Linked DNA regions of Mus musculus: region 2 is linked to region 1. A link is a contact called in public HiCAR-type data. All regions are on one chromosome and are shown on one strand. Each heading gives the region's core, a stretch centred on a gene start, on an enhancer-like site or on the middle of the called end of the contact. The rest is flanking DNA. Distances are from core to core; before and after follow the strand shown. Region 1 holds the start of Pax9 (paired box 9). Region 2 overlaps Gm20016 (a long non-coding RNA gene).

Region 1 (7,476 bases), core at 1,612-4,111:
GAAATTAGCACAGGAAATATCTTTCTCTTTCCTATTTAAATTTTCCTCTGCCTGTCTTAAACTTTCCACTGAGCAGTTAGGCAATAAGGCGAATAAAACATTTTAACTTTCTTTTTCTCCCTATACCAAGAAAGAACCTAATGTCTTTTAAATTTTATCTTTAACAGTACAATAAAAAAGAAAACAAACTCAAGTCGCCCGGGAAAGCCGGACTGTATGGTACAGAACACTCCGAGATCTTTCTGAACAATCACAACAGACGTCCAGGACAGAGCAAGGTTCCGGCACAGAAAAGGAAAAAAACACTGCTGGAAACTTTGCAGGAAAGGGGCACGCAACCACTAGCGTTTCCTAGTTCCCGAGGACCCTAAGGAAAGCAGGAGGCTGGGGGGAACCAGAGACAGCAGCCGAATGGACAACAGCGAATCACCTAGCAATTGTCACCTCAACTACTGGGTTGATAATTAACGTCTGTTAAGGGAGGTGGGTGGGAGGTAAGGGGAGAGAGAGAGAGAGAGAGAGAGAGAGAGAGAGAGAGAGAGAGAGAGAGACCGAGACCTCCGTTTCCGAGGAAAATGAAGTGAAGCATAAGAATGAAACCAATTAGGTGACATTTGAACTTCCTGCCTGAGCAAATTTGCCCTGATTGCCAGAATCCGAGAATAATAATACAATTTCCAGAGTGTGCGGGGACTCGTAGCTGCGGCATCTGACTCGTGAGCAAGCTGCCGACAGTGGCTACCTACAACCCGCAGCCCCAAGCCTGCTAGGGCCTCCTCTTGTGCTCCCCAAATCGCCAGGCTGCGCTCTCCAAACAGTCTAGCCCGGCTGAGGCTGAGTGCGCGAGAGGCGGGGGAGGGTGGAAAATGCGAACCATGTGTTTGGGGGGGGGGGTATGTTATGGGTCTGGTAGTTTGAGATGAGGCTGGAGACTGTGTGTGGCAAGGAAACAGAGGGGCAAGAGTTTCAAGTTAATGAGATCAGGACACCCCCTGGGAAGACTCCTTAGGTTTCCAAAAGAAAAGAGCCACAGGTGGTGGGATAGACACTCGCTAGAGGCCGAAGGTACTGGGGTTCCCGAACGCGTGCAGGAACCCACTCCGCTCTGCACACTGCCTCTGAGCTCCTTACCTTGGTCGGTGATGGAGCGGATGCCCAGAATGTCCGTGACGGAGTGAGAGGAGGGCCAGGTGCGCGGCAAGGCCACCGATCCGGGGATGGCCGGCACCCCAGGTGGTGTAGGCACCTTAGCTGCTGCCGCCGTGATGGGACTGGGATATGAGTAAATGTGGTTGTAGGGCAGCGCGGGCTGCGGCGCGGGCTGGTGCTGCTTGTATGAGTCGTAATGACCCTGCTGGGCCAAGTTGCCGATCTTGTTGCGCAGAATACGGCTGATGGAACTCACCGAGGGCACGTTGTACTTGTCGCACACGCCATCCGCCAGCAGGCGGTCCCGGATCTCCCAAGCGAAGATGCCTGGGTCCCTCTGCTTGTAAGTCCGGATGTGTTTCACCACAGTAGGGGTGGTGACCCGGGGCTTGCTCCCCCCAATAGCTCCCGGCAAAATCGAACCGGTCTCGTTGTAGCGCGCCAGGATCTTGCTGACGCAGCCGTGCGAGACCCGTAGCTGGCGGCTGATGTCACAAGGTCGGATGCCCAGTTGGGCTAATTCCACGATGCGAAGCCGAATGGCGTTGGGCAGCGGCCTTCCGTTCACGAACACTCCTCCCAGCTGGTTCACCTCCCCGAAGGCTGGCTCTGCAAAAGGAGCACAGAGCGCGCCACAACGCGCACCAACTGCTTGGGACAGCCGCCTGCCACTCGGCCTCCAAGAGCGTCCAGGGGCAGGGTTATGACACCCTTCTATAAGGACTGGGGTTGCCCCGAAACCAGACTGTTCCGGCCTGAGCCAAACGTCTCAAAACAAGCTGCGGCCAGACCTCGCTCCTACTTTGCGATTCCCAACAACAAACAAGAAGAGAGACCCAGGGCAACTCCGGACACTTAAAACTCTCCGAAGCAGGCGGGGAAATCGGTTCTGAGGCTCCAGCGCGCCCCTCTTTGCCTGCCTGGTACCAAAACACTCGGCCCTTGCTCCCTTCCACCGCCTTACCCCTCCCTTCTGCGGGGTTAGACGCAGTCCAGAGAAAGCTGGGGGGGGGGTGTTTTTGTTCTGTTTTGCTTGCAAGTGTAAACACGTGTGCAACAAAACTTGGATTGACACTGGAGCTGCGAGATTCGCCAATGCCACGGCCCTCTTCCCTTAAATCGCAAAATGGCATCAATTGTCACCCAGTGGCTCTCACAGAACCCTTTCCGCCACTGACCCTTGGAGGGTGCTTACAGCTCGACGGACGCAGTCTGAGTCAATACAGCGCGGTGGCGCGCCTCAGCTCCCTCCCTCTAGCCCTCGCCTGCTCGCTCCCTCCCTCCTCGGATCTGACAACGTCCCCCATCAGCCACTCACCCATTGCTCTGAGCAGTACACCAACCCGGCCCCAGTTCCGCACTCCCAGAAAGAAACTTTTTTCTTGTTCTCACTGAGCCGGCCTGTCGCTGCTCCAAGCCGAGGGTGCCTTGGCTTCTTCCCGGGAGGAGGCGACAAGAGTGCCAAAGGAAAGAGTAAAAGGAAGTCTGTGCCGGGCTGAAAGAGGCTTGAGTTCTGCATTTCAATCTAAGCAGCAACGTGGGCTGGGCTGAGCAGGGCCGGGCGGCTCAGTCTATCACTCACTTGTGACACACCCCAAAAGAGGTGGGCCCGCGAGCAATCTGCGTTGTAATTGGTGCAGGCCGGTGAGTGACAGCTCAGTCCGGGAAACTCCTTCCGCCGTCTGTTTCTGGCTGGCTCCGCACCTGGGTGACTAAATACAATGAATAAGAGTGTTTGACGTCTTCCCAGGGGCGCCGCAAACAGAGTGCAAAATCAAGCTGATAAAAATGCTGAATAAGCGAACAGAAGCTTTGGTCTCGGTTTGAATAACTTTAAGTGGGTAGAGACCGAGGACACCTTTTGGGGAAGAGATGAATTTGTCAAATTAAAGTTGGAGGTTAGAGCTCTCAGAGAACAAGTGGCACGACCCTTAAGGGATGACTGAGAACTACCTGTCATGCTGACCTTTGGGGACTGTCAGAATCTTGTCCACAAATTCTATCTCCTTCCAGTTCACTCAGGATGGGGAGAAGTCGAGTGGAGGAGGCGCTTGAGGTGTAAGGACAAGAGACTCCTTCCCGTACCCCGCCCGAAGTGGTTAGTCCAGCAGTGAGGGGCTAAACCTCAGTCAAGCAGGATCCTAGCAGAGGCCAGGTGCAGTGAGGAAAAAAAAATTAAAAAACCAGACTAAAGAGGAGCACAGGACGTCCACGGGGAAGGAGGGTTGATCCCCGGAGCGCTGGTGGCAGTGGCCACGTCCATCCCATCCCACCCCCTTGCATCACTCACCCAGGGTCCTGGTTTCCGTGTGTAAGAATTTGCCAGGGTTCTCAACACCATAGAGCCACCTTGAAAGGTTTGATTTTAAATATGAAAGTCAGCCCCAAGGAGGTACCCGCTGACACTGCCTCTGAGCATCTGTATGTAATTCCCCGCGACTTCAGCTTAGCTACCACAGATGCTGTGTGGTTCTGCCTACCTGGGGATTTTTCACTTTCATTCACCCAAATCCGAAACGGATAGAAGAGTTTGGGACAGAGAAATGCATTTCTTTATGGAGACAAGGTTGTGACGTATGTGGACGAAATAAGGAAGAGAAGCATTGTGAATGGATTCGGGTATTTGTGTGACACCGGAAAGTGGATGATATTACTTCGTCTCCATCACAACAGCCCTCTCTTTAACACATATCCAGGATGTAGGTGATGCGCGCACTCTCCCGAAGGTTCTGCACACAAAGAAATCAGAGGAATCCCGATGTTCACCAGTAAATGACAAGAGCCCAGGACGTCTAGTAATCAGTCTTGGAGCTGACCATTGATCTCCAGGCATCTGCTTCTGTGGTGGGTGTGCACCCTGAATTCAAGTTACAATCAAGTTAAGGATTGAAAGATTACTTCAAATGTCTTTTATTGCAGTCAGGTATTTCCACAATGAGGCTTCACAAATAGAAATACTTGAACATAGCCCCCCCCCCCCTTTATTTGTTGGTTTCAGATGTTCAAAGTCATTTCAAGGCTCGACTTTGTGGTTTCATCCTTGTCTCCGCTCAATACTTGTATTGCGTAGTCAGGTGCTTTATAACAAGGAAAGCCAAGATTTCAGAAGCACCCCCAGCCCCATGCTATAGTATAAATTACTTGCAACTCAGAGACTGAGTGGAGATCAGAACTTCGCCTGAGACTTGCTCACAGAAGATACTGTGCTCTGCTCCGTGATGAGGAACCTTCATCCTCACGGGCAAGAAGTGTTCTCTGAGTGTGCTCTTTGCTCTACTTCCGTGCACCCACTGAGTATTTCACACCCTTCTGAACTGGTGTACAGAGATAGTGCCCCAGCCCGTGTGGACTAGCAAGATGTGGTGTCCTAATGAGAATCTAGCTACATCAACCCGGAGTGATCAAGAGACCTGTGTGTCTAGTTTGGGGTTTAGTACATAACATCTACTGCCGCCCCCTTTAGCTGTCGCACACCTCCCTTGCTCTTGCACAGGTCTACTGTTGGTCATCTATCGGTTTTTTTTTTTTCTTTCTATCTGTTGGACCTGGCTGTTGGTGATCTCCCTGGGCATGCGCGGACAGCATTTTACTGGGTCTCCTCAGTGTCCCTCAGGCTCTCCTACCAGAATATTCTTGGAGGCCCAGAATAAATCAACCTTGGGCACTTTGGGCCACTTTCAGCGCCCATGACCACCCGGTGCTTAGAGACCTTATAAACCGAAGATGCTGGAATAGAGGAGAGCCATGTCATCTCCAAGAAGGGGCCTGTGAGGAAACTCCCCTTCCCAAGCAAGGGCACACAGTGCCCTAGGGATCAAGTAGCCACAGATCCCAGGAGTCTTAGCAAAAACCAGGAGGGCGGAGATGTGTGAGGTGAGAGACAAGAAATGAAGGAGTGGGTAGAAGAGGGTAGGAGATGGAGAAGAGAGCCCTCCAGTGAGCCCTAGTGGACATAGAGATGCAGGACTTCAAGAAAGAGCAAGGGTCACTGAGGTCCAGGGCCCCTGGTTACTGAGATCTGGATCCAAGAGGTCATGGGGGAATCAGGAGAATTTTTACTGAAAGGAAAAATCTAAGACCAAAACCAAAACACAACCAGAAAGGCCTGCAGCTGGCTCGGGCCAGAAGGAAACCAAAAGCCTTTCTCTAAACTCCAAGGCCTCCTCTGGGGCGACCCCTTCTCTGGGTAAATATTTACTCAGTAGGAGACTGGAAGCTAGAGGACCAGAGGGTGTGAAGGAGGAGGTTACACCAGGATTCTACACACTTGGCACCGGGCAGCCCACTGTGGAAGCCAAGCCCAGAAATGCAGGGGCAGCTAGGCCCGCACAGTGCTGCGGAGTTTTATCTCCAGGGCTTCTCCTCCTCTGTTGAACTCAACCCTGCCTCCAACGACCCAGGCTCGATGCTTGTAAAGTCTTCATAAATCTGTCAGTGGTCCCAATGCCACGGGCCCGCCACTTGCAGTGCACCAAGTCCCTTTGGGCACGAGCGAGGTCTGAGGAGAGATGCGCAGGAAGTGGAATCTAGCTCTTCCCACGGCGGCTCACAGAGTATCCGGGCAGTCGCCGCCGCCATCGGAAGGCAGCACTCTAGGCTGTGTGTGAGCACTCACTTGATCTCGGTGAGTACTCAGCGTCTGTGTCCCTGGAGGTCGACTGCGACCGTGGAAGAGAAAGTAGGGGGAGGCGCGAGAATGGAAGGGTCTCTTTTTCTACTCGCGGTTGAGGTGAACACGGGAGTTAGAGCAGAGTATGTAGGCACCGAACTCTGCAACTTGTCCCCTGCTAGGAGCATACTGGGTCAAGCAAGGTCCAGGTCACTATGCCCTACCGAAGCTCCTTGGGAAGCAGCCAGTGTCCAGGACAGCTCCTGGACATGGATAAGAAAAAGAAAGAAGGAAAGAAAGAAAGAAAGAAAGAAAGAAAGAAAGAAAGAAAGAAAGAAAGAAAGAAAGAAAGAAAGAAAAGAAAGAAAGACACACAAAAACCAGTACTGTGAGTTCTTGCAGCTGTCTGGGGGAAGTTTTCAGGCAAAGGCTGGACCTCGAGTTGAGTTCCTCTACAGCACGCCTGTGTTAGGTGAGTGTGGCATTGCACTTGACTTTAAAAAAAAAGCAACTAGACTCATTCGGATCTGGCCTCCCAGTTAGGGCCCAGCCTTGCAGGGTCAGTGTTCAGCGCACCCAACTAAGCTCCCCAGAAAGTGTCAGGGCAACCGGCGCGCCCCGCAACCACAGCCAGGCCAGGTTCACCCAAGAAGGCTCGCCCAGCAACTCTATGTCCCAAGCGGCGGGTGGCTGCAGCTAGAAGAAACAAGCACTGGGGGCTGAGGACGGAGCCAGCTACAGGGATCTTCTGACAGGGAAGGATAGGGTAGCGCGAGAGGGGCGCTCACACTGACCTGTTGCCCTTGGCTCGCTGGCGACGACGACGCTGTGGACGAACCCGCGCAGCCAGAAGCTTCAGGGGACTTCAATTGGAGCCCACTGACTACCGAAGCGTTGCTTACTGGCTGTTCAGCCTTCCGCCAGATGGAGGAACCTCGCATACCGAGAAGGCTTCCTCCTCTGCGGCAGGTGAGGCTGCGGGAGGGTGGGCGAGAGCTGGGAAGACGTCCCCGGAGAGCAGGGGCTGGACGGTCGCGAGATGCCAGTGCTGGAGTCCAGCGAGCGCTTAGCCCGGCTCGCTCCTTCCCAGGCCAGGGGAGGGAGGGGCCTGTTGCGGCCTGAAACCCACTTTTCATTCTCCGCCTGCCTGTTTCCGATCAGCCGGGGTTGGTTTTTCTGTTTGCTCACTCCTTCTGTTACAATAAAAACAATCGACATTTCTTTTCAGTTTCCCCATATTAGCGTCACTCAGTAATTGTTCTCCACCTTCAGGCCCCCTCCCGCTTTGAAGGCGAGCGGGGTTGCCGGGGTTCTCATACTGTATCCGAGTCTATAAGCAAATCTTCCCTAAAGACTTTAAAGTAAAAATAAATAACGGCCCGGGAAATTGCCGTGACCCTAACATCACTTTCTGAACGCAAATTACACCCATTTTTCAGTTTTCAACAGTGGAATTGCTTTTAGAAGGATGGCTTTGAGCCTCCTATGGTATGATTGCGTTTGTTTATTAGAGAGAGAGAGACAGACAGAGACAGAGACAGAGACAGAGACAGACAGAGAGAGAGACAGAGATAGAGAGAGAATGAGAATGTATTTTTGTTCAAGGAGCAATACTCCTGGCTGAGGGACAGCAATTGCGAGCATGAATCAGGTCTCTACTGAGAGAAGGCGACTAGGAGGAGTTTGGGGGTCGGGGAAGGCCCCGTTGACCCTGTAAT
Region 2 (7,476 bases), core at 2,146-4,645, 820 kb before region 1:
ATTGGGGTAATGATGGGCCTCTTAGCCTGCCAGCCAAACCAGTCAGGCCCAAAGCCAGGGCAGCAGGCTGGAGGGACCAAATCAGGCTTTTCATTCTGGAACCAACTCTTACAGTTGTTATAGTTTTGATGCCCCATTTGACTGGGGTCAGCATCAAACGCAGGGTCAGGCAGTGGCTGGTTTTTGTGGTTTGGCTCAAGCATGGGATTCCAAATCCTCTTTCTGGGGAATACGGACAGTGAGTTTTGCTTGTTTGGTTGGCTTGTTGGTTAGAAATGGTGAGAATTAAACTTTTCTAAGCCTGTGGTAAGCATATTGAAAAACAGGTATGTACTAAATATTTTCAGTTTTTTTTTTCTTCAGTGTGGAGAACATTCAGCAGTATTGTTGACATTTTTCTTTTTTAAAAAGGAGGAAAAGCTAAAGAAACTCGTAAGTTTTGTTACACAGGGGACTAAGATGGCGTGAGTGGATGAAAGTGAAGTGCTGTCTGCCTGACTGGTAAGTAACCAACATTACAATTCCTCTCAGGTTTCTTCTTAATGTTCTCTCACCAGACATAAGTGAGTTAGTTCCTTGCTAGTTTAAAAGTAGGAACCATTGGCTAGAACCACATTCTTTTCTCCTTATTTTAATTTGAATTCCACACCATGGGCTTTTTCCTTGGGAAACCCTCCTTCAGGGAGATCGTGGTGTTTGGTTCTTTAGTTTAGTTTAGTTGATTTTTTTTTTAACTTGTGTCTTCTTTCATAAACCAAAACACAGTATGAAGCCTTCATTCAATCTCTGCAGTTCATCTCACTTCAAATGTTTGTGGAAGAACTTCACTGAGAGTAGCGCTGCGAATATTCTGCCAGACGACAACTTCTGTCTACACGCTTTTCCACCAAAGAAGTCATCACTACACGGCACAGGCTGTGACTTTTGACAGTTCAGTTCCACTTTTAGCCACTACTCTTTATGTCATGGGGTCACATCAACGCTATGGCTGGGCCATGGAACATGAAGGTTCCCTGTACTTTTGAAACCCTGTGTGGGATTAATGGTGGTGCTGAGTCACAAAAGAGCTTAAGAAAAGGAAGAGAACATGCAGAGACTTCGTGGTGCAAAATGTGTGTGTGTGTGTGTGTGTGTGTGTGTGTGTGTGCGCACACACACGCGAGTGCGCGTGTTTGTCACCCAATTCTGTGGCTTTGGTGAGAAAGTAATGACAGCAAATAATGTATGAATGTTTTTGCATCAGAGGACATCCACATCTGCTGGAAGTGTTTGGGTTTTGATCTTAGAAAACCAACTTCAGCTGTGAAATGATTCTTGTACTTCTCTCCCGCTCTGTCAATTCCCGTGAGCGCTGTATGCTGTGTGCTGTCCTCTGTCACTGGTCTGCAAGTGTGGAAACATGAAGCTCATAGGCTGGGGACAGGGACTGAGATCCTGCTGGCTTTTGCAAGAGAACCCGGAAGCAGAGTTCAGTCCACCAGTGAGCGCAGGTGTCTCAGAGAAGGGTGGAGGTGCTCCTGGCTGTTAGCTGAGATAGGAATGCTGTTTACGGTGGTTCTATGTCCTGTGCCTGTAGACTTATAAGAGTTGTCATTGTTGAATACTATTAAACTGATGTTAATTAAAAAAAAAAGTTGGTTGGAGTTGAGCTAGTGGTGGACTTGGGTGAGGAACAACAATCCTCTGATATTTATTACACATTCACTATGTTAAGAAAAATGACCCTCTGATTCAATATTACACCTTCTCTAACTGTATTAGGAACAATGATCCTCTGACTTATTATTAGGCATTCTCTAACTGTGTTAGGCATACATTCTATACTTTTAACTTTCTCTCCTTCCCAAATTAAAACAAAAACACGACTACCCAAATAATTTCAGCATTACCATTTAAGTGAAATATATAATGCCATAATACTATAGTAAAGCATGTGGTTGAAGGAATTTGTCGATGTCCTTTTTTTTTAGAATAAATGACTTCCATTAGAATTTTCATTAGTGATTTTTCTTTCCTATGAAAAAACATCAAGAAAGGATAATTATTTGGATGATTTCAGGCTTAGTGATAGATGTTAGCAGTATTAAAGAAACTAGTCATTAGCCTGAGTGGTAGCTGTTGAAACTGAAATCGTTTCCTTACAGTTTATAGACAATTACTATGGAGGGACAACAGAGATGGGGTTTAGGATTTGGGAGGAGTGTAGTAGCTATGACGTCAGAGGCCCAGGGAGCACTAGAAAGGCGTTGTCAAGAGAACGAAGCAGAACACGAAGCCAATGGGTCTTCCAAATCATACCTCACTCTTGCTTTTCACTATTAAAAACAACTCAGTACCCCCTAATATAATTTTTTTACATGTAATTGTTCCCTACTTCTATCAAAGAATGAACTATGTATATATTATAATATTTGCCAGTGTCTTAGAAAAGACTTTCAGAAAAATATATTTTGGAGAAATAAGAACATTTTTACATTTTACAAAAGACTTTTAGAAAGTATATTTTGGAGAAATAAGAACATTACATCTTTTTCCTTTTTTTTTTTTTTTTTTTTCCTGTGCTGAGGACCAACCCAGGGCATGTGAATGCTAGGAAAGCATCCGCCACTGTGCTGTTTGCCCGACTCCTAAAGCAGAGTGGGCCTTAAAATAACATATGAGAAGGAAAAATGAAAAAAAGTGTTCAAAAATGGATACAACTTTGAGAACATCAGAATTAAGGCTACATAAAATGACTCACTTCCAAAGTATAATTTTACAATTGTCTTGACTTCTTTTTAAGGATAAATTTTAAACTCAGAGAGAGCACTGTGCTTTGGAATTGGGAGAATTCAAAAAGAAGGAGGAGGAGGAGGAGGAGGAGGAGGAGGAGGAGGAGGAGGAGGAGAAGGAGAAGGAGAAGGAGAAGGAGAAGGAGAAGGAGAAGGAGAAGGAGAAGGAGAAGGAGGAGAAGTCTAAAACCCACAAAACAAAAGTAGCTGCATTTAGATAAGGGGAGAGAAGGGTGGCGCTCCGGAACAATACACCAAAGTGCTTTTCTTTCACAGATCTTGGTTCAAATTAAGGTTAAATTCCAAAGGAGGATGTGCTTGCCCCCTGAGGAGCCTTAGAGGACATGCCTTTGTTTCCAACTTCCCAGAGAAGATATATGCTAAGACAAACAAGACGTTTCATAATAAATTTAACTTTTATAGAGTGACTAATGCCTTGTGAAGATAAGGCCGACTCTCAGTCACCTGTGCTTAATCCGGGCCGAAGAAATGATGCCAAGGGCGTCCTCACACACTATCCCTTGGGGGAGAGATGGCAGCAAGCTGCTGGGGAGCAGGAGACTCGGGTTTTAGCCTTGCTGGAACACTAACTCTCTCAGCCGGAGCACAGTTTAGCACTTATGTACTTTGGAAGGACAAAGAGGTTGGGTTTGCCTGCCAATATCTGAACCTGTTTCTGGGAACCTGTTAGTCGGTCAACTGTTATAATTTAAGAGAAACCAAAAAGCAGTGGTAGACAGTAGGAACGGGGGCCCACAGAGGGCTGCATAGAATTCCATTCTGTGTCTTCCCGGGCTCAGGTGAGATGACAGGAAGCCAGCGTCTCCACCCAGCCAGCCATGGGTAGGGGCCTGAATGGGGATGGAATAGGGCAGAAAAAAGACAGTTCTTTTCTGCTAGGAATGTTCCATTGTAAACAGAAATAGAAGTCATTAGAATGTTATCTGAGGTCTTGTTGATAACAATAATCTATTACCATCTCAAAGAAAGACAAATAGTGTATGTATGTAAATAGAGCTTTTCTTCCCTTCTCCTTTTCGTTACATTATTATTTATTAACCAGAGGCATAATCCTTAAGTCTTACATCTAGAAAAATGACTGTGAATTTGTGACAAGGTAAGTTGGCTCATTAAATACACACACACACACACACACACACACACACACACACACACAAACACACACATCTTTTTCCCATCTACAAAACCTGTCACCTTCAATTAAAGGGGTCATAATTAGTCTTAGGGCATATGAAGAAGGACAAATAGCATATTTGTGTCAAGCATATAAAATATGTGATTATATATTAACTTATTTTTACAGTTATACATGTATCTTTGACAGGAGACTTGGAAACTTTACTTAAAATTTAAGTAGAGTAGCAGCCTCTTCACTCATGGAAAAAAAGGAAAATATCAACATAGAACAAATGTTAGGTTGAATTAAAAAAAAAACTTTTGAAATAACTCTTTAGTTCTTAGACTTCAGGTCATTAACAAAGATTCTAGAGAAAATTAAGTTACTCCAGATTATTCCATGCATTTATTTCTCATGTGCCCAATTCCTTCTTAGGCTCTGGGTTAAACAAAAACCTTAAATGATTTCCTTTGTCCTGTTATGTTAGCCACTGACTGACTAATAGAAGAGAACTCTGCTGCCTCTGAATGCCAAAGAATGAGGTTTCTTGGCTCAGACTGTGTCATGTCAAGTTTCAGAAATTAATTAACTTTTTGGATAAAAACACCACAAGGGGGCAGGTGAACGCAGGCTAGGTCCTAGGTAAGAGGGTCCCAATATTCAAGAACTTTGGCCAAAGGAGTTTGGGAGGAGAGAATTAAGTGGAAATTGGAATAAACTCTACAGACTTATTTCTTCTTGAATACAAGCATTAGATCTCACACATGTGAAACTTGATTTAAAACACATCTAAAGACTTTCCTTTATAAACAGAAGACACTAAAGCACTGCAACATTGTCATGCAAAGTGCTTACTGTGTTTAAGAAGGTCATTTCGAGACCTCAAGTGAACAACTGTAGAAATTTACTACAGAGCAACCAGTAGTCTTTGAAAATAATGAACCAGATCGGTGTGTCAAATAACTAAAATAAGATGTGAAGAGGTACAGGCAACGCTAACATTGAACAATCCCATTAGGCAAATGTAAGATTTTAAAAAACTTGAACAGCATTTTCCCCATCAGGTTACTAAGGAATTAATTTCAGACATTTTTAAGAAAGAAAAACTTCTGGATAACAAATGTTATTTAGAGTCCGTTTTGATTAGAATGTAACATTAGCCTACCAATAGATGGCAAAAATTGTCTCCTTAAAAAGAAACATTTTAAAGTTAACATAATATACCCCTAGTAAAAATCTCAGCAATAAGCTTCTACAGTCAATCCATGCACACATCTTCTATGTGAAACATGCAGAACCAATTCCATTCGGGAATAATGAATGTTGCGTCAGCCTTCCTTTACTATATCTCACTTAGACGATACTTGCAGTTACTTGGTGTGAGCCCAGATAATGTTTTCTTTCTGAGAATTAACAAAATGAGATGCAGAGACTGGAACAGGACAGTGAAACACTTGATGTTTTCTTCTTCCTGGTAGCTTTATTTTCATTTTCTCACATCAATTAGAACCTTTACATTTAGCTTTGAAGTGGCTTCTTTTACTATGATGTGATCTTCTTATTAAAGCCTTCCTCAGTAACTTCTGCGGTAACAATGTAGAAGTGAAGTCTTTGATTAGAAATCTGCCGTCGACAGGGTCATGCCATAATCGACTCTAGAGGAAGTTGCTCTGTAGAACAGCAGACTCTAGGTTGAATTTTTGGTCTGTAATATAGTAACAATTTTGGTTTGATGGTTGGCATCACAGGACTTAACACTAATCAAACTTGTAAAGTCTATTTTAAAAACAAATCTCTGGATTTAAATATTAATATCACTATATATCATTATTTATACATTAATATGTTCAAATGTTAATATCTATTCTAACGTCACTGTAGCACAGGCTGTTTCTCTCAAATACACTCATAATTTTCTGGAATGAATATATAGATATGTATATGGACATGTATGCATACATACATGATACAGTCTCATGCACACAATCATACACACACACATACATACATACATAACAGATGATGCCGTCCACTGATGGTATTTTAGGGTAACCTCTCTCCTGTTTTCATGCTGTGAATTCACCTTCTCTTCTTTGCCGTCCTCGTCCTCGTACACTTTGTCCTTAAGGACACAAAAGTGGCTTCTGTGATGATTGAAAAAAAAATAACGCTTTGATTTGCCAATTGGAAAAGTTGGGTGGCTTTTAAAACTTGCCCAGCCCAGGGTTATTTGCACACAGTAGACATTCAATAAATATTTGTTGATTTGAGTTATTTTAGGGTAAAGAACTGAGTAACAAACTCTTTTTGTCATCACTAATGTGCTACGGTTGAGCCTGTGTACAAACGCATTTATAGGTAAATATTAATGGTCATGGTCATTGAAGATGTTTTAGAGAGAGAGAAAAAAATCTTGATTGGCAGTCTCCTAGGAATAGCAACGACTGGGATCATGTTTCTAAAATTCCCTGAGTGGCCAGAACAGATAAAGGACATACTAAGTTCTCCCTAACATGAGCTCTGAGAAGCTCCCTGTAAGCAAAGGGGTTGCTCCAGAGTTTTTAAGTGGCTCATAGTTTGGGGTGTTACTTTTTAACTTAAAAAGGAATTATTTTGATTATAAAATTTACTGAGAACATATAAATCATATAATGTTCTCTTTATGTCTTTTCTAATGCCCTAATCACAAGAATGCATACATATGGTTCTGGTGATAATGTAGGGGCCTTTTGCATGGAGAATGAGAATTCTTCCAAAACTTAATATGTAACACACACGGAAAGAGTTAAACTGTCCACTTACTTCCATCATTTAAAATAACATATCAGATTATTTCATTTTCTGGATCACAAACAGTAAAAGTCGTTTGTGAGCATTTAATATGTTAAATTTTGGCTCAAAGAGAATTTACAGCAGTAAGGCTTACAATAAAATCTGTCAAAACGTTGACCGTGATGGCACAGGTTTCAGCTCTTAGCAGCCGACAGGGAGACAGTGTGACTGACGAACCGGACAGTAGGAATGGTTGCCCCTTTCCAGCTTTAGACATGTCTGCTGATGGCACACACGCAGATTCTTCAATTCCCATGTTATTTTACTCAAATGTGAAAATTGTAAAAAAAAAAATGTTTTCCATATGTGGTTTCGAAAAGCTGGGAGAGCATGTAACTGAAAAGATAATCCCAAGTGAAAAAATATTAGCTAAGGGAATTGTAGATGTTAAATATGAAAGCGAAGAACCAATAGCACTTTCTTGTCTGATGAATTCCAAGCTGAGAGTGAAGACAGTTAAGTGTCCTAACCTTTTGGCAACTTTGACAAATATGATTCATCTGGCCATGTGCCAGCATGTGGACACTCTTCATTAAGATAATTTTAATTTTCCACACGGTAAACAATGCTGGCATTTCTGGTTTGCTCTTCCTTGATGAGTAAAGAAGCAACATTTCCTAGAAAATTGCAAACAGAACACTCCTGAAATGATCACTCAGCAGGCAGTCAATCATATTCAAGAAGGTTAGCTTTGCAAGGTACACACTGGAAACAGTTTCCAAGCACACACTATAC

Evidence for each region. HiCAR-type assays count read pairs that join an accessible place to other places.
Region 2: a contact with region 1 is called in a HiCAR-type map of embryonic stem cells, with 5 times the contacts expected there. The contact joins the enhancer-like site here to the promoter of Pax9 in region 1. A contact is called at or near these places in 4 of 39 promoter capture datasets (cranial neural crest, embryonic stem cells, maxillary cranial neural crest and 1 more) and 9 of 115 datasets of contacts at active chromatin or transcription factors (craniofacial prominence, embryonic basal ganglia, embryonic hindbrain and 4 more).

Annotation. Positions count from the first base shown.
Region 1 is chr12:56,690,856-56,698,331 of GRCm38.p6, reverse strand. Pax9 (paired box 9) reads right to left here and starts at 2,861. Exons shown (of 4, transcript NM_011041.3): 1 at 2,468-2,861; 2 at 1,132-1,758. The coding sequence starts at 2,471. It overlaps Gm15524 (a long non-coding RNA gene), which reads left to right and starts at 3,565. Exons shown (of 3, transcript XR_003950120.1): 1 at 3,565-5,773; 2 at 6,609-6,727.
Region 2 is chr12:57,511,795-57,519,270 of GRCm38.p6, reverse strand. It overlaps Gm20016 (a long non-coding RNA gene), which reads right to left. Exons shown (of 3, transcript XR_105484.4): 1 at 7,212-7,476; 2 at 5,922-6,053; 3 at 4,296-5,614. It also overlaps the pseudogene Gm2568. Among named protein-coding and RNA genes, the nearest start is that of Gm20016, 8.5 kb to the right of the region's middle. Within about 2 kb of position 3,395, at least 14 of the 459 cell types and tissues checked have an H3K27ac peak or open chromatin away from gene starts, as enhancers often do. A contact at or near this core is called in embryonic stem cells, where this site is marked.